Linked DNA regions of Mus musculus: all the other regions are linked to region 1. A link is a contact called in public HiChIP or PLAC-seq and promoter capture Hi-C data. All regions are on one chromosome and are shown on one strand. The core of a region is the stretch at or near the end of the contact, and the rest is flanking DNA. Distances in the headings are between cores, read along the strand shown. Region 1 holds the start of Krr1 (KRR1, small subunit (SSU) processome component, homolog (yeast)). Region 2 holds the start of Zdhhc17 (zinc finger, DHHC domain containing 17). Region 3 has its middle 13 kb from the start of Gm30145. Region 4 has its middle 12 kb from the start of Gm30145. Region 5 has its middle 44 kb from the start of Gm30145. Region 6 has its middle 21 kb from the start of Zdhhc17. Region 7 has its middle 6.5 kb from the start of Gm30095.

Evidence for each region. Promoter capture Hi-C pulls out the DNA fragments that hold promoters and counts their contacts. HiChIP or PLAC-seq counts read pairs in DNA pulled down with a chosen protein or histone mark.
Region 2: a contact with region 1 is called in a promoter capture Hi-C map of pre-B cells. The contact joins the promoter of Zdhhc17 here to the promoter of Krr1 in region 1. A contact is called at or near these places in 7 of 39 promoter capture datasets (the C10 cell line, the HPC-7 cell line, hippocampal neurons and 2 more), 6 of 484 Hi-C or Micro-C datasets (CD4 T cells, CD8 T cells, LSK cells and 2 more), 7 of 115 datasets of contacts at active chromatin or transcription factors (embryonic limb bud, large pre-B cells, memory CD8 T cells and 4 more) and 2 of 9 other capture datasets (adipose tissue and liver).
Region 3: an H3K4me3 HiChIP or PLAC-seq map of bone marrow-derived macrophages shows a contact between it and region 1, with 4 times the contacts expected there. The contact joins the enhancer-like site here to the promoter of Krr1 in region 1. A contact is called at or near these places in 15 of 39 promoter capture datasets (the 3T3-L1 cell line, 3T3-L1-derived adipocytes, the C10 cell line and 9 more), 1 of 15 datasets of contacts at CTCF or cohesin (large pre-B cells), 2 of 484 Hi-C or Micro-C datasets (the G1E-ER4 cell line and the HPC-7 cell line), 12 of 115 datasets of contacts at active chromatin or transcription factors (the NIH/3T3 cell line, bone marrow-derived macrophages, embryonic basal ganglia and 6 more) and 2 of 9 other capture datasets (liver and macrophages).
Region 4: a contact with region 1 is called in an H3K27ac HiChIP or PLAC-seq map of embryonic stem cells, with 4 times the contacts expected there. The contact joins the enhancer-like site here to the promoter of Krr1 in region 1. A contact is called at or near these places in 5 of 39 promoter capture datasets (the 3T3-L1 cell line, the C10 cell line, the HPC-7 cell line and 2 more), 12 of 115 datasets of contacts at active chromatin or transcription factors (the NIH/3T3 cell line, embryonic basal ganglia, embryonic forebrain and 7 more) and 2 of 9 other capture datasets (liver and macrophages).
Region 5: an H3K4me3 HiChIP or PLAC-seq map of bone marrow-derived macrophages shows a contact between it and region 1, with 6 times the contacts expected there. The contact joins the enhancer-like site here to the promoter of Krr1 in region 1. A contact is called at or near these places in 13 of 39 promoter capture datasets (the 3T3-L1 cell line, the C10 cell line, the HPC-7 cell line and 8 more), 8 of 115 datasets of contacts at active chromatin or transcription factors (bone marrow-derived macrophages, embryonic forebrain, embryonic hindbrain and 5 more) and 1 of 9 other capture datasets (liver).
Region 6: a contact with region 1 is called in an H3K27ac HiChIP or PLAC-seq map of thymic regulatory T cells, with 5 times the contacts expected there. The contact joins the enhancer-like site here to the promoter of Krr1 in region 1. A contact is called at or near these places in 3 of 39 promoter capture datasets (the C10 cell line, pre-B cells and second pharyngeal arch cranial neural crest) and 1 of 115 datasets of contacts at active chromatin or transcription factors (thymic regulatory T cells).
Region 7: an H3K4me3 HiChIP or PLAC-seq map of bone marrow-derived macrophages shows a contact between it and region 1, with 4 times the contacts expected there. The contact joins the enhancer-like site here to the promoter of Krr1 in region 1. A contact is called at or near these places in 10 of 39 promoter capture datasets (the C10 cell line, the HPC-7 cell line, cranial neural crest and 7 more), 1 of 15 datasets of contacts at CTCF or cohesin (large pre-B cells), 22 of 484 Hi-C or Micro-C datasets (B cells, the G1E-ER4 cell line, LSK cells and 16 more), 18 of 115 datasets of contacts at active chromatin or transcription factors (the NIH/3T3 cell line, acute myeloid leukemia, bone marrow-derived macrophages and 11 more) and 3 of 9 other capture datasets (adipose tissue, embryonic stem cells and macrophages).

The regions. Positions count from the first base shown.
Region 1 is chr10:111,971,362-111,974,134 of GRCm38.p6, reverse strand. It overlaps Krr1 (KRR1, small subunit (SSU) processome component, homolog (yeast)), which reads right to left and starts at 1,440. Exons shown (of 10, transcript NM_178610.4): 1 at 1,261-1,440. The coding sequence starts at 1,342.
Region 2 is chr10:111,008,812-111,011,511 of GRCm38.p6, reverse strand. Zdhhc17 (zinc finger, DHHC domain containing 17) reads left to right here and starts at 1,446. Exons shown (of 17, transcript NM_172554.2): 1 at 1,446-1,574. The coding sequence starts at 1,482.
Region 3 is chr10:111,363,637-111,366,531 of GRCm38.p6, reverse strand. No RefSeq gene overlaps it. Among named protein-coding and RNA genes, the nearest start is that of Gm30145, 13 kb to the left of the region's middle. Within about 2 kb of position 1,266, at least 82 of the 459 cell types and tissues checked have an H3K27ac peak or open chromatin away from gene starts, as enhancers often do. A contact at or near this core is called in 3T3-L1-derived adipocytes, the NIH/3T3 cell line, bone marrow-derived macrophages and 3 more, where this site is marked.
Region 4 is chr10:111,388,733-111,391,432 of GRCm38.p6, reverse strand. No RefSeq gene overlaps it. Among named protein-coding and RNA genes, the nearest start is that of Gm30145, 12 kb to the right of the region's middle. Within about 2 kb of position 1,377, at least 180 of the 459 cell types and tissues checked have an H3K27ac peak or open chromatin away from gene starts, as enhancers often do. A contact at or near this core is called in the NIH/3T3 cell line, embryonic basal ganglia, embryonic stem cells and 5 more, where this site is marked.
Region 5 is chr10:111,420,873-111,423,689 of GRCm38.p6, reverse strand. No RefSeq gene overlaps it. Among named protein-coding and RNA genes, the nearest start is that of Gm30145, 44 kb to the right of the region's middle. Within about 2 kb of position 1,514, at least 95 of the 459 cell types and tissues checked have an H3K27ac peak or open chromatin away from gene starts, as enhancers often do. A contact at or near this core is called in bone marrow-derived macrophages, liver, neural tube and 1 more, where this site is marked.
Region 6 is chr10:111,030,153-111,032,895 of GRCm38.p6, reverse strand. No RefSeq gene overlaps it. Among named protein-coding and RNA genes, the nearest start is that of Zdhhc17, 21 kb to the right of the region's middle. Within about 2 kb of position 1,320, at least 109 of the 459 cell types and tissues checked have an H3K27ac peak or open chromatin away from gene starts, as enhancers often do. A contact at or near this core is called in pre-B cells and thymic regulatory T cells, where this site is marked.
Region 7 is chr10:111,319,444-111,322,171 of GRCm38.p6, reverse strand. No RefSeq gene overlaps it. Among named protein-coding and RNA genes, the nearest start is that of Gm30095, 6.5 kb to the right of the region's middle. Within about 2 kb of position 1,386, at least 14 of the 459 cell types and tissues checked have an H3K27ac peak or open chromatin away from gene starts, as enhancers often do. A contact at or near this core is called in B cells, adipose tissue and bone marrow-derived macrophages, where this site is marked.

The sequences.
Region 1 (2,773 bases), core at 191-2,690:
GTCTAGCTATATAAGTACATCCAGGACCTCAAAATCAAAACACAACAACAACAAAAAAAATCACTGTAAATTTAGATCGATGAGCAATCTCAACTATTAGAGTTGTGCTGGCCCAGTTTCCCCTCCATGGTTGACTATACCCTCACGCTTTGAACGTAAACAAACCTTTCCTAAAACAGAAAAAAACCTGGCACAGCTCCTTCCGGTAGCATTAGCATAACTTGAAGATACCCTGCAATTGAGTTTCCAATCCTAAATTCCTACAGAGACCCTGAGGCATTACCAGAAGACATGCACAAAGGTGCTTACAAGAGCAAGCTGAAGGCAGAGCTCAAATGTCCGCCAACGACGGAATTTAAATATTACACAGCATCGTAAAGAATCAGAAGCTAAAGACACAGACAACATACATAGAGTACACAGCTCCATTCATTCTCCTATGATTCAAAAGGAGACAAAAATCGAAGCGTTTTGTTAAAAATCATAATAGCTGTAGATAGGTGACAGAAAGCTCGAACGAATTACTCCGGGTACCAGAAAGGAAGCTATATAGCATCTGTGATTGGCACATGGATAACTTGAGGAAGATGGTCTACTCATCCTGTCAATTCCTCAAGCGTTGGTTTGAAGCTTTTACCGGTGTCTATAGTCCCTGCCGTATTTTACGTACTTAGTTTTTAAAAGAAAAAAATTTTTCTTTTTAAATTGAAGGTAGGTAAAAACCAAACTCTCATCAAAACGGAAAGAAGCAATCAAACTAGAGCAGCCAAAAATCAAACTAGGGGTTAGAGCTAAAGACTGAGAGCTGTGTCATTTAGCAACTTAATAATCAGATAAAAGTTCTGACAAAACTTCCCATTGAGCTCCGTCCCCACCTTTCCCCGTCCGCCTCCCTCATCACCATCGGCGCTCGCAGGACACGAAGATTCTCCCACCTGATCCTGATCCGCATCCTCTCAACCTCCCCTCCCCAAAGCTCAAGGCAGAACTGCCGCGCCTTCCACAATCTCTGAGTCCTCACACTTTTACCGGGGACAGAAGGCGCATCGGGTACACTTGCCAGGGACGGTCGCTGGCAAAAACACTGCGTTAGCTGCACGTGGCCGGCGCAGCCATCAACACCCGCAACCCTCGGCTACCCCGGCTACCGCAGGCACTGCACAGCCTAAAAGAGGCTCAACCCAAGTGCGCGGCCAAAGAAAGAGACAAAGATGCTTCGAGATCCGCCAGCTCCGGGCTTCGGGTCTCGCACTGCCTCACCTTGGGTCTCACGCTTCTGTTTCTGCGGCTGAGAGTCACGTTTTTGAGCTTCTTTGGCAGGCGCCTCCGCAGAAGTTGCCATCGCAAAACTGCTTCCGGCGGCCCCGGAAGTGGAACTGTTCTTTAAGATCCCGCCGGCTACAATGTGTAAAAGGCAAAACGAGTTCCGGATAATCCCTATGAGACCTGCGTGGTCTCTGCTCTGACGAACAGGAAGCCGATGGGGCGGGGACGGGGGGGAGCGTGACACTTCCTTCCCAGGATGCATTGCAACCTCGGTGTTGCACGCTGGGAATGGTAGTTTTCTTGTATCAAGCTCTAAATTGTAGCTACTTGTATAGCCCTGTGGGAACTTCTTTTTTGAGAGGGGAAGGGAAGGAAAGGGAGAGAAAGGGAGCGAAGGAGAGGAGAGAGAAGAGAGGTGGGTGAGGGTGAGGGAGAGAAGGGAGGGGAAATTATTAAAATTCTTATTTGAGGGGGATTAGAAATCTAATGAAAATGGCGAATTGTATCAAAAATCTACCCAAACTTTGCTACCACTCTTTAGCCCATTTGAAAACCTACCATGAGTTTTGCATTTTAAATCTCTCAACTTCCAGATTGGTTTTAAAAGACTTTTCTGTTCTATTTTTATTTATTTGTTTGCTTGCTTGTTTTGTTTATTTTGGGTTTATGAATCGAGGCCACTGTGTATCCTTCACTAGCCTGGAACATGCTATGTAGACCTGGCTGGCCTCAACGTCATAGTGATCTTCCTGCTTATGACTCCAGAATCTGGGATTAAAGGTGTGTACCACCACACCGGTCTTCAGCATTCAAATGTTTGGGGTTTTTTGGTGGGGGCTGGAGGGAGCTATTACCAAAACTTTATTGTTTATTATTCTTACATCATAGCTTTAAAAGGCTTAGAATATAGTCAGTAAAAACAGCAAAAAAATATTAGCACAAAAATATATTCACTAAATTAGATGCTAAGATGTGAAGAGATGTAACCAGGGTCTGAAAACACACTAGGACCTCTCCTTCTGGACCATGCTCTCCCCAACCTCCAGGAAATATTTAATAAGCACATGGGTCAATAAGCCAGATAAAGGAAAGAGGAGTACCCGCATATGCCTAGTAAAACTGAGAACAATACTTCAGGTGCTTAGATCGGTGGTTTTCAACCTGTGGATTGTGACTCCTTAGAGGGTCAAACTACCTTTCACAGGGGTCGTCTAAGACCATCAGAACGCACATGTATATAGACATTATAATTCATAACAGTAGCAAAGTTGGACGTAATAACGAAATGATTTTGTGGTTCAGGGATCACAGAAACATGCAGAACTATACTGAAGAGTTGCAGCATTAGGAAGGTTGGTAACCACTGGATTCGACTATGTTTTGAACAAATTTTAAGGGAAATTCTCTGTATGCAAACTGATGCCTCATAATGGTGCACCCATTCCAGTCTCTTTGAGAATCAAATGTAGTTAGTATTATGTTTGAATGGTTATGAGCTTCGAGCTTC
Region 2 (2,700 bases), core at 197-2,696, 960 kb after region 1:
GAACGAAAAACTAGGAATTCTGTTTAGAATTGCATGGTTTCTGGTTTCTGCCAGGACAAAAAAAGAAAGAAAGAAAAAAAAAAAAAGAAGAAAAGAAAATCGGTCCGTGCCGGAAGGAAAAGCCCTGCTGAGAGGATACACACAGAGACAGGCAGCGCCAAAGAGACCGCTTCTTTCCCCCCACCAGAAGCAGCTATAAAATAGCATATTCATCCTTTTTCTGAGTGATTACTGCCCGTTTACCGACGAATACTAGGTCTACTTTGCCGTTTTCATTTGTTACTGGGAGAGCACAGTATTGAACGGACCTAGCCTCGTGATCTCGTCCAATGCCTTGTTACTCCTGGTTTTTCCTCACCTCCTCAGAATCGATTATGTCCAATCCAGAACCGATCTCAGCTCTCCCCAGACCCTCCTCAGATTCTTTTGGCGGGAATATAAACCTTACAAAGGGGTTTCCTCTTCCATGCCCCATCCTTTTTTCCTCTGACGTGCCTTCCTCCCGATCTACCAGTAAATCTGGCTTTGTCCGACTGCAGGTTTTTTCCCCTCTGGTGATCTTTGGCTGATTTGGCTTTGACAGGGGACTGGTTAGTATCAGAATCTCTAATCAGATCGCTCTTTGCTAAATGTTCCCTGGCGCTGTAGAGATTTACAATCCCTAGTAGCCCAAACCAGAAACAAATCCTTTCTGCAATTGTTCCATCAGCCCCCTCCCAACCCCAATATCCTCTTAAAGCCGGCTTTAATCATTTTTATCTGGGTCACACTCTAGAGCTTTCATTTTAAAAAGGTTTCACTTTTGAATCCCCGGGTCCCTATTAAAATGCAGCAGATGGGAAAGTGTGGGGCTTTGACCTTGTCAAAAGCAAGGATTTTAAAAAAAAATGCCCTAGCTCAATCGCAAAGAGGGCATCACACAACAAAAGCTTTTTCAAGGAAGCCAATTTTTTTTTTTTTTTTTTTTGTCCTTGCTTCTCCCGGTGTCCCCGAGGCACAGGTGCGGAGGCGAGGAGAACGCATCCTTGCTCTCCCAGGGTCACACCCTAAGCCCTTCCAGCCCTTGGAAGGCTCGGGACCCTGCCCTGCGCGGCTCTGGATCTCCGTCTTGTGTCGCGCGCGGCCTTTCCCGGGTGGCCGGAGCCGAGGAGCAGCAGCAGCAGCAGCAGCAGCATCGGCCTCCGACCGGGACCCGCCCCCGGGCCGCGGCGCCCACGCCCAACGCGGTCCGCTGCCCCGGCGCAGTGCAGCAGAGAGCACACTCCAGCCCCGGGCCGGGTCGGGCCGGGCCGGCGCACGCGCATCGGGACCCGCGCCCTCCGCGGCGGGAGGGGCTGAGGGGGCGTCCCGGGGGCTCGGAGGGAAGAGGAGGTGGCGGCGGTGGCGGTGGCGCCGCGTCGCCCTCATCCGGGCTCGCGCTCGCCCTCGCGCTCGCCCTCCGCCTTGCCGAGCCCCGCGAGGCTGAAACGCTTTCTCCCAGCATGCAGCGGGAGGAGGGATTTAACACCAAGATGGCGGACGGCCCGGATGAGTACGAGACCGAAACGGGCTGCGTGCCCCTTCTCCACCCGGAGGTGAGGGACGGCGCCGAGCGCCTTCCCGGGACCCTGCGGTCCCGCGGCCTCGCTCCCTCAGCCTCGCCCGGGGCGGCGGCCGAGGCGTCCGGCGCGGTGACCTGTGGCGGGACCCCGGGGGAGGCTGAAGAAAGCGAGTCCAGGCCCGAGCGCGGCGGCGAGCGAGCGGATAACGGGGGAGGAGATAGCGGGGCGGGCCCGGCCGGGGCGGGCTCTGGGACGCCGTCCCTGGCGGTGCCTGGAGGACAGAGGTGGGGATGGCGATGGTCCTGTGGTGTCGCCGCGCTGCCTGCGGGTGCAGGGGCGACGGGGGCCTGCTGACACTTTGGAACCTCGGCCGGAGCCCCTGGTCTCGCTCCAAGCCTCCCCAGGCAGGGGAGGCAGCCGATCTGCTGTTTGGTTTTAACTCTCTCCTCGTCCCCTCTTTCTCGGTGGCGGATGACACGACCCTTCCCATCAGTTCACTCGTTCCCCGGGGATCGTAGTTTTCCTGGGCAAAGTGATGTCCTTCCAGATTATGCCATAGCAACCAGCTCGCCGCTGGGGACAGCGAATTTCGGGGTGTGTTTGCCCTTAGGCTATTAAAAAGAAAAGAAAAGAAAACAACAAAAAAACAAAAAGAGAGAGGGTCTGAACTTTGGCGAATAAACGCACGCACCCATTAGCTTGTCACAAAGTAGCGCTGTTTGGGGACTGTCAGGGAGGGTAGACAGCGCAACACGTTTCCCACCGTTTTTTCTTTTGTATCTCCTGGACGGGAACAGTTTTCTCTGCCGGAGCCGTCAGGTTCTGCCCGTTGTTTACCTCCCAGTTTGTAGCTGAGTTTGTGTTTAGTAAAGGCCTGGAAGCAATTCTTTGTGTATCCAGGTTTGTTGATTATTATTATTATTATTATTATTATTATTATTATTATCATCGGTGCACGGTGAGATGCGGGGAGGGCAGGAAAGTGTAGCGCAGCTTCCTGCAGAACTCAGGTCGTGTTTTGAGGTTGAGAATGGTGTCCAGATCCGTGGTGTTCGAATAAACGTGGTTACTTTGCATTCGATTGATTTTATTTCTTCCTGGCTTTTGTGTCTTGTTTTTTTTTTTTTAATTGTAAATACAAAGGACCACTTTCGTATTA
Region 3 (2,895 bases), core at 17-2,516, 610 kb after region 1:
TGGGATTGTTTCTTTGGTGTGTTGTCAATGACCCATTTGGGGGTGAAAGGACATTTGTTCATGACTCCCTAGGAAAAGTCACACAACAACATCACAGGATAAAACACCAAGCTTGCTAGCTCTAGCATCTGTTCGTCTTTTTATACTGCCACTAATGTCACCACAGGGGCTCCATCCTCAAGACCCATCTGTGCAGGGTCTCTAACTTCACTCTTCTTAACTCTTCCACCAAAAGACTTACAAGCTCGGGTGATACTAGTTGTATGGACAAAGAAGGTGCGGTCGAGTTGTTAAGAGCTAAGTTTTGTCCCCTCGAAACTCATGTGTTTTTAAATCGTCATCGCCCACAGCTCAGAATGGGATCGTATTTGAAGAAAGGATCTTTAACCCCTGCAAAGCACTAACTGCATTTTTACTAGTTGTCTCTCAAAGCACACTGCCTGCTCTTCCTGTAAGGTCAATGAGATGAGAGAAGGAAAGAGAGACAAGAGAATGAGCATCATAAGAGCACAGGCTCTATTTGGTGTCCTGACTGGTTTAATATCAACTCGACATAAGCTACAGTCATCAAAGAGGAAGGAGCATCAATTGAGAAAATGCCTCCATAAGACCCAGGCTGTGAGCAAGTCTGTAGGGCACCTTCTTCATTTGTTGTTGATGGGGGAGGGCCCAGCCCTTTGTGGGTGGTACCACCCCTGGGCTGGTGGTTCTGGGTTCTATAAGAAAGCAGTCTGAGTAAGCCATGGGGAGCAAGCCAGTAAACAGCACCCCTCCATGGCTTCTGCATCAGCTCCTGCCTCTGGGTTTCTAACCCTGTTGAGTTTCTGTCCTGACTTCTTTGAGGATAAACTTTTTCTCCCCAAGTTGCTTTTGATCACAGTGATTCATACAACAATAGTAACCCTAAGACGTTTCGGAAAGACCTGTGAAGGGGGCAGGCAGTTCTAGTGTAAGACCCGAGCTCAGAGTTCTCTTACAGGAAGACTCTGGGTGTTCCTCCTGGGGATATATTAGTCTTCTGCTGTCACTCCTTAAAGCTTATAGCAAACAGAATCTCAGAAATTCCAGGAGATATAGGTCCATTTGTACCATCGAGGACAAAAGAGAATGAGAATTAGCCTCAGTCGAAGCAAACGTCTGACGTACACAGTAGAAATGGCAGCGTCTTCTCCAAAGACAGGAGAAATGCATCTCTCTGTGGCTGTGTGGTCAGCCTTGCTTCCTCTCTAAGGCATGGAAAGCATCCAGGAAGTTTTGTAATGAACAGGGTCAAAGGGGAGTGCTGGCTACTGATTAAAAAATCCAGTCACTTCAGAAAGAATTCTAGCACACCAGACTCTTGCCAGTCATAGGGGGAAGGGAGCAGGAGAGTAGGAGCTGAATACTTCTTTATATTCTGGCCTACAGTAGGCTATGGCTAGGGGTAGCTATGGAAATGACCTGACTGGTGGATTAAAGGAAGTCAGATGATCGCAGGGCCAGCCTTGACTGAGGATTGATAGATGGGGTGAGAATCTACAACTCACAATTGCTTTACTTCCAGGAACTGTTTAACCCCACTAGAGGGGCTGCACATGGAGTGCCCACGGCTAACATCTCCTGTCACTGGGAACAGTGTGTTAGGAAACCCAAAATACAAGTCACGAATGAGATCGAGAAATACAAAGCTAGATAAAATGTTACGCATTGAGGATATACTGGTCTAGCAATGAAAACGTGCAGTTCTTTGCATCTTTATACCTGCATTAAAAATCATACACTGTTTACCACTGGGCTGCAGGAATATGCTGAAGTCCAGAATACTAGAATGTGTTTCCCTTCCTTATGCTTGTGTGCACTGATTTTTTTCTCTGCTTTTCTTTCTATGGGGCTGAAGATTGAACCCTGGGTCTCATGCAAGCACTCTACCTCTGAGTAATGTTCTTATCCCCCACCCCCACCCCTGCCCCCAAGCCCCCGGATGCACAGATCTTATCCTCGAGGCTGCAACCCAGCAGGCTCTTGTCTGCTCGGAACTAGCACAAAGGGCAGAAGAGATTAGCTAAATCCTCCTGGCTGCCTTGTTTCCACACAGCTTTGTCAATTAGTCCTGGGATTGGAGCAGGGACTGCTGAGTCCAGAGATGCTCTATTCTTTACCAGTTCAAATACTGGCACAAGCAGACCTGACTGATCCTGTTTCAAAATGTCAAGTTCCAATGTTCGGAGCGTTTGAAGCTGTACAAACACTCTGCCCAAGCGGAGGAAAACTCCGGGTGTTCCTCCTGGGGGTGTATTAGTCAGTCTGCTGTCACCCCTTAAAGCTCATAGCAAACAGAATCCCAGAAATTCCATAGGTCCATTTTCACCAGCCAGGACAAGACAGAATAAGAATTGTTATCTGGAAGTTTAGTTTTAGTGGGGGCACTCTATTGAGTGAAGCCTTCTTGCTTATCCTCTCAGAATTTGCTATCTTGTGGCTGCTGTGACTTAAAAGAAATAGGAAGGGAGAGCGACCAATTGACTGTACAGTGACAGAGCAGGAGGGCAGCCACTCTTAATCCATGGGGACAGAAACCCTGGCTCTGCAGAGAACTTCAAGCTTCTCTCCCTTCAAAGGCCAGTCTTTCAATTAGAGACAGGGTCAGACTGCGAGCGAGCTGTTCAGCAGGATTGAGAAAGAATGTCTATCAGCTAGCTGGTGTGTGGACAGCTTTGGTTTGTAGGTGCGTTTGATTTTCAAACCGCAGCAAGTTTTTTTTTAAAGTGGTCTCTGCGTGTTCAGTCGCCCTGTGGGGGCAGGGTGTGCAACAAAATGAGAATAAAATGGGGGTGGGGGGGCTCATGTTTACCTCAAACACGTCACAGTCTTCTCCATCTGTGCACGCTCACACACACACACACACTCAGCATTGTT
Region 4 (2,700 bases), core at 128-2,627, 580 kb after region 1:
CTAGAAAACCAACCCGGGGGGGGGGGGGGGGGGAGGAAGGCATTTGTCTCTCCTTCTTATGATAAATATAACATCTCACATTTAAAGGACTTTTACATTCATAATGAAACTTTCATTACAAAAGGTATCTAGCCCAGGAATATAGCGAGCTATTCCTGGGAAACTTTTGACAGCCGAAAGACTTGAACGCGTACAACCGTATACATAAAAGCAAACTTTATTTATGACACTTTTTATCTCTCTCCTTCTCACAATTCATCTCTGCCAAGTTCCTTAGAAGCCCAAACCTCTGGTCCTTTCTCTACCTAGGGATGATGCATATGTCTTACCGCTCTGGCTCCACCCTTGTATCCCACACATCTGTGGGACTTGTGTACATGTGTATACTCTTGGTGGGAGTGAAATATTTTAAGAATATCCTTATGCCCTTCCCTTCAGCTATCAGACTATCAAGATGATAACCCAAAGAAGTCGCTACTTTCCCAGAAGTCTCAAGCTGGGTCAAAGAAAAGTCTGGAGCTCTTGAGGTCAGCCAGAAGAGAGGAGTTGACTCCCAGGAAGAAATTTCAGAGTTCAGACAACTTGTCCCCTCTTGTCCCCTGTTTAAACCTAAATCTCACATCAGGATGGACTGGGTGTGGGGTCACATGACTTCATAATTTCTCATTTCAATGTGACCACATTGAATGACTATCTTTTTTCTCTTTTCCTACCATTATTTATCTGTTTAATTGGCTTAGTGAGAGTGGGTGAGAATGGGCGTCCATGGTAACCTGTTAGCGCCTAGGTTCTGACCCTAACAACTCCAGTACCGTGAACTTTATTAAAATTGCTTTTCTCCTGTTAATCTGTCTTCTGCACATTTAATTCTTAGGCCAACCATAGAACCCATAAGGGCAGAAGAAACTGTTGTCTTCTCTAGAATAACTATCCATTCCAGATCAAGAGAATGCAGGAACAAGGACCCAGTCTTTAAGTTTGGAGTTTTCATTATTATGTGAGACTGAATATGTTACATTTCTAAAAATAAGGCTGCCTCACAGCAAAAAGCAATTGACATCAAGAGCTTAAAAAAAAAAAAAAAGACAAGGGAAGTTCGTCTCCACTGAATAGAGTCTAACGTGATGGAAAGAAAGAAAAATAATGTTGGGATCGCGTTCTGTGGGCCGGCTGGCACAGCTGTACGGTTATGTAAGCACGGAGCATGGAGCAGCACCTTCCCTAAGAGAAGCCCTGAGCTAATTCTGTGTGCTGCATCCCCAGTCCCAGCTCCCAGGATAAAAATGTCTACTGAGAGAGGATCTGAAACAGCCCAGCCTGGAATTTGTCAGCTGGCAGGGTGCCAGGTGACTCAGAGCCTTGTAATGCAATTAAGTGAGTTGCGTCATCTCCGCGTGTGCTGTGGGAACATGTGGTCTTGAAAGTGGTGGCTACCCTTCTCTGAAACACAACCCTGTCCCCCAAGCACCTATGAGGCACTATCGGTCAAAAATGCACAAAGCCCAGACACCAACAGTACAATCTGCTGTGTTCATCTCAGGCAGGGGAAGGAATGAATCTAAGAGAGGGGGCGGCTAACCCGAGTTTCTGACTAGGGACCAGGAAACTCTCAGCCTCCCTCATCCCTCCATGATGTGCTTGAAATCACTTGAGGTACCTCAAAACCGCCATGCCCCATCTTTGAGAAATTCCAGTTTATTTCCCACGTTCATGCCTGGGTGCGAGAATTAATTTTTTTAAGCATATACACACACAAACAAATCACACACCACACAGATACACTATATACATACACACACCATGCACGCACATCATACACACATACCTCACAAATGTCCCACATTTATACACATAGACCACACAAGCGTCTATACTACCACCAATGGTCACCACCTTAAGGCTCTTTGGGGACTTTGTCTTGTTTGCCTACTATACTAGTTAAATTTACAAGTAGGATTAGGGTGAAAAACAGATTTCCTTCCTTCTTGTGTCATTGTGCATTTTCACACACACCCCTTAAAGCAGTCTTTTCTCTTGGATATTTTTTGTTCTCTAGCCTTGCTTCCTATCAGACACCTATCCGCCTACTTGGTCCACCTAATCTTCCCTGAACCCACTATTTGTGATCTGACAGTTCGTTCTATTCTAGTTGACTGTCTTTCTGAAGATAATGCCATGTGATGTCAGAACTTTGAAGATAAAGAACATGTTGATTTCTTTATTGACAGGCCGAGTAGCTTGCTTCATGCTTCAACTTCTCTGAGCAAAGTTTAGTTAGTCATCAACATGTTGGCATATAACAAACCGGAAGTGACGTCTCAGCCAGTCTTTCACACACTTCCAGCATCCCTCTCGCAGTGCCCCACTATCCCTTTCCACCAGGTGCCTCTTCACTGCATGGAGAGGCTAGGGCAAGCATAATTCATGCTTGTAATTCTTCTAAGTTCCACCTTCTTCATCCCCTGTCCCCGATTTTTTTTTCTCCTTATTTACATGTTCGCCTCTGTCCTGTGCCTACCTATGTACAAAGCCAAGAGGCAATACATTCCGTCATCAGAGGGCCTCTGAAAAGGGCAAAGCTGGTCAGTTTGCTCACCTCAGAACAATGGATGACTGGTCAATAAGAGAGGCAAGTCCTAAAAGGCAGATGGCCATGTGACAGCTGTGCTGGGTTTCTGTGGCTGTGTTAGGGCATGTGAC
Region 5 (2,817 bases), core at 265-2,764, 550 kb after region 1:
TGTGTGTATGTGTATATTTATGTGTGTGTATATGTGTGTATATACATTCTCCAGTATAATAAGCTGGATGTGGACTAATGCAGATATACTCAAACTACAATTTTTATTATTTCTGTTTAGCATCCAGAAAAGGCTTGTATCTTTTGCTATCGTTCCATTCTCAAGTAAGACAGACAGACACGGACACACAGATACACACACACACACACTTTGAGACAGTGTCTCAATATATCGTCTGTATTGACCTTGATCTGATGATCCTCCTGCCTCAGCCTTCTCTAGGACTGGGATTACAAGTATGAACCACCATGTCCGGTTAAGCTGTTGAATTCTACTTTACTCATCTCTAATAGAAATGATAAATAACATCTTGTCTCCTTGAAGTGTGGCTTCCTGGTGTCTACTGATTGGAGAGTCTAAGACCAAGGTCTCTGGGACTTTGGAGGTGCCTTTGGAACTCTGGAAATCAAACTGTAGAAGACAATGGCACACATTCTACAGTACATTAGTAGGATAGTTAACACTGAAATAGGAAGGGAAGGGGAGCCAGATTTTCCTCAAAACCATAGTTTTGTGTTACCAAGATTAGAAATAGTAGCTTATTCTATAAGCTTTTCTTACTTAGGAAGCCTTTTTAAACAAGTGAAATATTTTAATCTCAGGAAACCCATTATACTGCTTGCTCAACACAACTACTATAGTTTATACAGTACTACCAGGCAGGCTTCTGGCAAAGGCAACCCTTGGGAGGTTGGCGATTTGGAATGCCAGCCCGTTTGGATACTCTTAGATTAGACGAAAGCATGGGAGTGGCTTAGCCAACATTAAAAATAGGAGCGCGCGTCTGAAATCCACGCACTTTATGCCTCCGTGCACTTCCTGAACCGCCCACAGCTGACTCTGGTTTCCACCCTGGATGCAGAAGCAGGCACTTTCCCTTTCTTAAAGACTCGTCTTCCTCCTCCATCGCTGCAGACTCACTGTGAAGCAGTATTTTCTGTACTCCCTCACTCAAGGAACCCCAGGCTCCTTTTTAATAAAAGTTGTTGGTCCTCTCCACACGTGCACCGGGCACAGAGTATTAGTGAGCCAAAAGTTGGGCTGCACTTTGGTCTTTGCTGTCTTCTTAACTTACTTTTCATTGTACAATTGTTGTGTTTTATAAAAAAAAGAAAAAGAAGCCAGGGATATGTTTGGTGGAGGCAAGGTATAGTGGGGGGGGGGGGGGGCAGGGGGGGGGGAGTGCCTGTGCAGGGGACCCATGCTGAAGCATCCCTTCCTGTTTATTTAGGGCATGGGGAGGGGAGTTGAGGAAGCAGCAGAGACAGAGAAAGGTGGGGGTGGGGAGCCCTGGCCTTGAGCACATGGAGAGAGGGAGGAGGGGAAGAGATCAAGAGAAGAGCAAGAGCAAAAGAGAGAGAGGGCAAGCAGCCCCTTTCATACAAACAAAAGGAAGCCTGAATGCAGCGCTACGGTTCCTTTTGTTTACAATGAAGTTGTTCTGGAGACCACTGGTCCTCACCTCACGCACAAACCCCACTTCCTCAGACAGACAGCGTGATCATGATCGCAAAGTGCCCTCTCCTCTAAGACAATGAAATGAAACCAGCTGTCAGCTGCCATCGCTTTGGGTACAGGCTTGTGAGTGGACATTAAAGAACCAACCACCTTTCTGAAATTCAATAAATAAGCCTCCCTTGCTTAGCACCTAAGCCAGAGAGAAGCTTCAATGGTAGTAAGTAACAAGTTGCTGTGTGAACTGTTGCTGTGTGAACTCAATGTGTGCTTCAGTTTTCTTATTTTAGAGGAGGGGGAGAGAGAGAAGAGAGAGAGAGAGAGAGAGAGAGAGAGAGAGAGAGAGAGAGAGAGAGAGAACACAGCATTGGCACATTGGCGCAGTGGCGGCTAGAGTAGTGGCCGGTGTTATCAGTTATCAGTGTTCTCAACCTTTGGGTCTCACTCCTTTTGGGGGAGGGGTGTTGAATGACCTTGTCCCAGGGGTCACCTAAGACCATTGGCAAACACAGATATTTACAATATAATTCATAACAGTGGCAAAATTATAGTTATGAAGGAGCAACGAAAATGATTTTTATAGTGGGGGGCGGGGTCACCACAACATGAGGAACTGTGTTAAGCAGTCTCAGTATTGGAAAGGTTGAGAACCATTGGTTAAGAGCCCTTCCAGTAGACCCGGGTTCAGCATACACACGGAGCTCACCATCACCTGGAACCTCAGGCTCTGAACCTCTGATGGGCCTTTCTGGCCTCCAGGCATACCTTATGAATGTGGTGCACAGACACGCCTGCAGGATGCATGCAGGTAGACACTAAACATTAAAAGAAAAGAATTGGAAGGAACTGTAGGGTTAGTATTTTTCCTAAGCTCTGCCCTACAGTTTCCTGGCAACAGTCAGGTGTGCCTGACTCACTATAAAAGGGGCTGCTTGATCTCTTGCCTTCTTGCTCCTGCTCTGTCCTCACCCCTTCCCCCCTCTCCTCATTCCCTGTCTCTCTCTCTCCATGTGCTCATGGCCCGCCTCCTCTTCTCTCTCTGTCTCTGTCTCTGTCTCACACACACACCACACACACACTCTCATTTCTCTGCCTCTACGCTACTACACCCTTAATTCCCCTCCCCATACCCTGAATAAACTCTATTCTATACTGTACCATCATGTGCCTGGTCCCTCAGGGGGAAGGGATGCCTCAGCATGGGCCCTGGAGGCACCCCTTCCCCCCCCCCCCACCTGACTACACCTCCACCAATATTTCTTCTCTCGTTATCTTTTTATAAATACAACATGTAGTTACATT
Region 6 (2,743 bases), core at 71-2,570, 940 kb after region 1:
CGCCCCCTCGCACATAATCTTATAGCCAGCTTTCCCCACCTCTCACTCTGCTCCTGCCACGTAGCTCTTTCACAACATAAATTTCCTATATTAAATGGTTTCCCTGCTGAAATACCATTAGAGTGATTTTAGATTTTTGCTGTGACAAGCTGCCATAATAAATTACTTTGTAATATAAGCTCTTTCATGCTTGCTTGTGTGATGAATCTGTGTATTTCTAGAAATGGAATTTCTAGGTCAAAGAAACAGATGTGTTTGAAATTTAGATAAATACTACAAAAATGCCATCCAAAGAGTTTATGCTAACTTGAATTTTTACCAGCAATATATATCTGAGAGGGTCTATTCTTAACCTTTGCCGATCTGTTAGTAAGATATAGTATACTATTACTGTTTTAATACACATTTCTCTAATCCTGGTTGAGATCTAGTATTTTATCATTTATGCATAAACTGTTTTTATTTCTTTTTCTCTGAACTATATTTTTACATATATATATATATATATATATATATATATATATATATATACATATATATATATATATAGCAGATCACGTCCAAGGAATAATATACATGTTTTTTAATTTCATACCAGCTTCAGGAGTTTTTAAAGCATGCCATTGGATTTAGAATTAGGTTGGCAGCAAGGTCATATATAATGGATTTTTCATAGGAGAAAATATACTCTGTTAACATTGGTCCCCAGGGAGTCTTCTCTTTCCCACAATGCAAAGCTGTAGTCTACTTGCCTCTTCACTGTTCTTAATATCCAGGAACTGCAGTCCCAGATTCACATTCTTTTAAAATTTACCACCTCTCCAAAAAAAATACTATATAACAATATGGTTTTATCGTAGCCTTGAGACTCAAAAATATGAGAATTATAGAGAACGGATTGGCCGAATCCCAAAGACACACAGCAGCTTGTGAGAGGTTACATAAGAAACAAGACTCGAAATGTGTTGCCACGTGTGTCAAACGAAGAAGCTCGGGTTGGTCTAGATATTGAGCACAACTGAGAAAGAAACAGCCAAGGGTAAAATCTCCAGGAGTGGGGGTGGGGTGGGGGATCCGGAAGGCTGGAGCGCCGCGTGAGGTTCAAAAGAAGGTCCTATTTAAGGTTTCTTTAAAACCACGATGAATACATCTCCAACGTGGTGAAGTCTCCGCGTGTGACAAACCACCAGTTTCGGTTTTCGTGTGTGTTGGTGGTGACAGGTTTTGTAGCGAACTTCGAGGAGCCTGACTCAAACTAGCTGTGGCTATAAAAAGAATTGGCTGGATTATGTAAAAGGAAGTGAGGGGATTAACCATGTTCAAGCACCAGTGACTAGGGCTGGCTCCTTGGAGCTCTCTTCCAACTCTCACCTGCTGTTTTCTGAGTGTCAGCTTGTTTCCTTCTCAGCGGAAAACTACATGATAGCGTTAAGACTTTGCTATGAAGCAACAAACAGATGTTAGGTGATGTTTTAAATACTTTGAACGTGCAGTTGAAAAAAAAAATGCCATCGTCTGTAATCTTTCTTTTATTTGATACAATTTTATTACTAAGTTTATTTCCAGAGAATTAGAACTCTGTTGCCTTTACTTATACCAGGGATTCCTTCGCTTTTGCCCTCTACACCTGGGAGATTTTAACGGAACTCTGGATGTATAGTTATATAAAATAGGAAGACAAATCAAACACTGCTGATAATAAATCATAAAGAGATTGACTCTGAAGCAGTTCTTTGCTAGCTGTGGTGCACGCCTCTAATCTCAACACTTGAGAGGCAAGAGGCAGGCCTGAGTTTGAGGCTAGCCTGGTCTACAGAGTGAGTTTCAGGACAGCCAGGGCTACACAGAGAAACCCTGTCTCTAAAAACAACAAACTCCATTCTTTGGTATGTAAGCAATTTTCCCTGTTCCTTAGAGATGAAAGAAAGTTTCCATTCTAATGACCTGGCAGCCTTTGCCTAACAGAATACCATCCAAATGCGGTCAGTTGACATGTGCTGGGGAAGATGGTTACTGTCTCCATCACTAGACCATTCTATGCCCATAAGCACGGAACACTTGGTAGGTATGGCAACTGATATAACTCAGGTATCCTGAACCTGGGCTAAGCTGCTTTGAGCAACACTCATCAGCACTGTGTAGTAGAGGAATGAACAGGGCACAGCTTGTGTGTTGAAATTCATAACACTTGATTTTGCAGTAATATTTGGTCACGGCGTGTTTGGAAACCTTTGACTCTTACCAAATTATTCCCAATTATTAGTCACGTGATCCCACGTGGAGTCGAGCTCTTTGGCTCAGGAAACTCACACTGAAATGACTTTCTTGATGGGTTTTTAGCTCCTTTCCAAGCGGGAGCACAGTAGTAAATTCCAGGATATGTAGAATTTTTCCTATCAAAACAAAATAAAACAAAACCAATGTCTACCTATATCTATGAACTCAACCAATATTCATGATCAAAGTCCAATTTTCTTTAGGAAAATATACGTGTTAGGGTGAAAGAACTCTTCTAAGCAGGATATCCTGAATTATCATTAAAGGAAAAGACAGTGCTAAACAGCTCAAAACCCGCCATTGGTTTGTTCCTCTCTCAAACATACATATGCCATCTTCTGTGTGACAGGAAGCCTTTGCTAGGTGCTTAAGATAGATATACATAGAGCAATACATGCATACATACATACATACATACATACATGTAAAGATTCATATTTGTATACATATTCACATGAATACATGT
Region 7 (2,728 bases), core at 137-2,636, 650 kb after region 1:
ATGCCTCCCAGTCAATCCCAGTCAAGTGTTAGGTATGGAAGGGAGACTGTAGGGCAAGAAAACTGAGAACCACTGAGGTTGTGTGAGAGCAGAGAGAGAAAGAACTGCACCTACTCAAGTCAGATACCATGGCATGACAGAGAAACTGCCAGATTCACACAGGAAAGGAAAGGGACAGATTCACACAGGAAAGGAAAGGAAAGGAAAGGGACAGAACTGCTAGAATAGCTGCCATTAGTACACACACACACACACACACACACACACACACACACACACACATACACACATACACAAGCGCACACGCGTGCACACACACACAGGTATACGATTAAGGACTTTGAGATGCACGCCCTTGTCTCTTTTGAAAACATGATGAGAACACACACCTAGCCTCCTGGATCCTGACCTCGGGATGCTCCAAGGTTTGCTGTGTCTTCCTTGAACATGTCTGTGTCCCTCTGGTGACTGACCAGCAAGGAGTGACACTTGGAAAAGTCCAGCAGGAAAGGAATTATTGAGGCAAAGGGACCACATGTAATAGAGAATATCATAGAACTTCTCCAGTGGGGAGCAAAAGGAGTTCTTGAGTTTTGTGGTGAAAATACCCGAGTTTAGAGAGTAAAAAGTCCCATGTATCTGGAGTTTCTCTTTCCAGTTTCAGTTTCCCATGGTCAACCATAATCCAAAAATATTAAATGGAAAGTTTAGAAATACAAATGTGTGAGTTTAAAATTGTATATATTCTGAGTAGTGAAAGTGAAATCTCACACTGCCCTGCTCTGTCCATCCAGACATGAATCATTTCTTTGTCTTCACATCCAAGTGACATAAGCTATGTTGTCCTCCCTTGCCCCCACCACCCAGACTTTGGTAGCCATCTTGCTTGTCAATCTCACGATGCCTGTGTTCAAGAAACCCTGATTTTATATAGCAATAGCCTCAAAGTGCAATCATATTGACACTGGCAATTTAGACACAAGGGGCTGGAGGCTTCCTTTAAGCAAAATAAAGAAAAGGTATTAATAAAGAAAAAAGATCTTTCATGGGATAGTTCTAAACTTCACAGTAAAAACAAATCTGTGTTTGAAATTGTGGAAAAGAAAAAAAATCTGTGATTGTTTTTCTGTGTGTACTTCAAACTACAAAAGCGACCGTCACAATATGTGAAAACTGTTAAAATGGAAGAGAAATAAAATTTGTGTGCACATTGTGTTAGCTTTGCTGTGCCTGTGACATAATGCCTGACATAACTAAAGACAGGAAAGACTTATTTTGCTCTAGATTCAAACATTTCAGTCCTTCATGGTGAAGAGGGTACCACAGAGTCACCATTAGGCAGACAGGAAGTACAGTGGTGCAGTAACAGGAAGTGCTGGTGCAGGAACAGGAAGCTGTGGTACAAAAGCAGGAAGGGCAGTGGTGCAGTACCAGGAAGTACTGGTGCAGGGACAGGAAGTACTGGTGCAGGGACAGAAAACAGCCAGTAAGGCAGGATAGACAGAGAGAGAAGGTTAGGGGGACATCATGTTATTTATTCTAGCATGTAGATATTTGCTATAATGGTTGCATATATAGAGATAATATTCTTTTTATACCCAGATGTTGGAATAAGAACATTAACACAACAGTGAATCATGTTTAATGCCTAAGTATGGTGGTCTTTCTACTTTCTCACCTGTAAACCTACAGTTTTCCTAGAAATCTCACCAGAACCCCTGTTTACAGTAAAGGTCGTGTCTTACCTGCCTTGTATAACATGTGACCCAAGAGTGTCATCTTCTCAGTTTATCGTCCTGAGGATCCTTACTAGCCACTTTCTACTCTCAAGAGGAAACAAGGGGGAAACGGTTTCTAGCAACCCACTGAGATATAACTGGACAGCCAAGACCATACCTAGGCCGATCAGTGAGCTACTTACAGACAGTTGTCCTTCGAGAAGCCCACTTTTTCTTTGAGAGCATCTCTTGTTACTGACCCTGCACTTAAATCTATGCTAAAAACTTCCTTTTAAGAAACCCAGCTCTACTTCATACTAGCTTGTTCTGAAATTCTCTTCTGTAGTGCAGTCAAGGGCAGGTTGCTGGTGGCATTTCTGGGTGACGTTTTGCTATACCACCAACACCATGACAAAATATTCTCCAAGGATGTGGATCTTGTGGCTTCCTCCAGTCAGGCCCCACTTTTCACAGTTTTATACCTCTTAAGTTTTTTTTTTTTTTTTAATTAAATCCATCAATGAGTCAAACCATTCATCATGTCAGAGTCCTCATGACCCAATTCCTTCTAGAAACTTCCTTACAGAAACATTCAGAATGTGCTTTGATAACTTTCTAGGCATTCTCGATCCAATCAAGATTAACCTGGTGTGTGTGTGTGTGTGTGTGTGTGAAGAATCCCTACACACAGAGCTCAGAGGTCTCCACAGTTGGAGTTCTCAGCATGCATTGCTTGTGAATCAGGAGAATTAATTCTGGCCAGAGAATGACTGATCTGGAGATAGACTTGAGAGATAAATTGCAAAGATTTCCTGAAAGTGAAAATTTAAGTTTTTTGGTTGACTGAGCAAAGCCATGGTCTCAATAAGTAGAAAGTGGAATTACTCTACCTGTGCATGACATATGTCATAGAACACAGTGAATGGGGTCTGCAAGGGGACAGGAACATGTCCTCCAGATAGTCCACAAACATTCCTCATGAGAAAAATTGGGCCAGTTCTTGGTCTTTT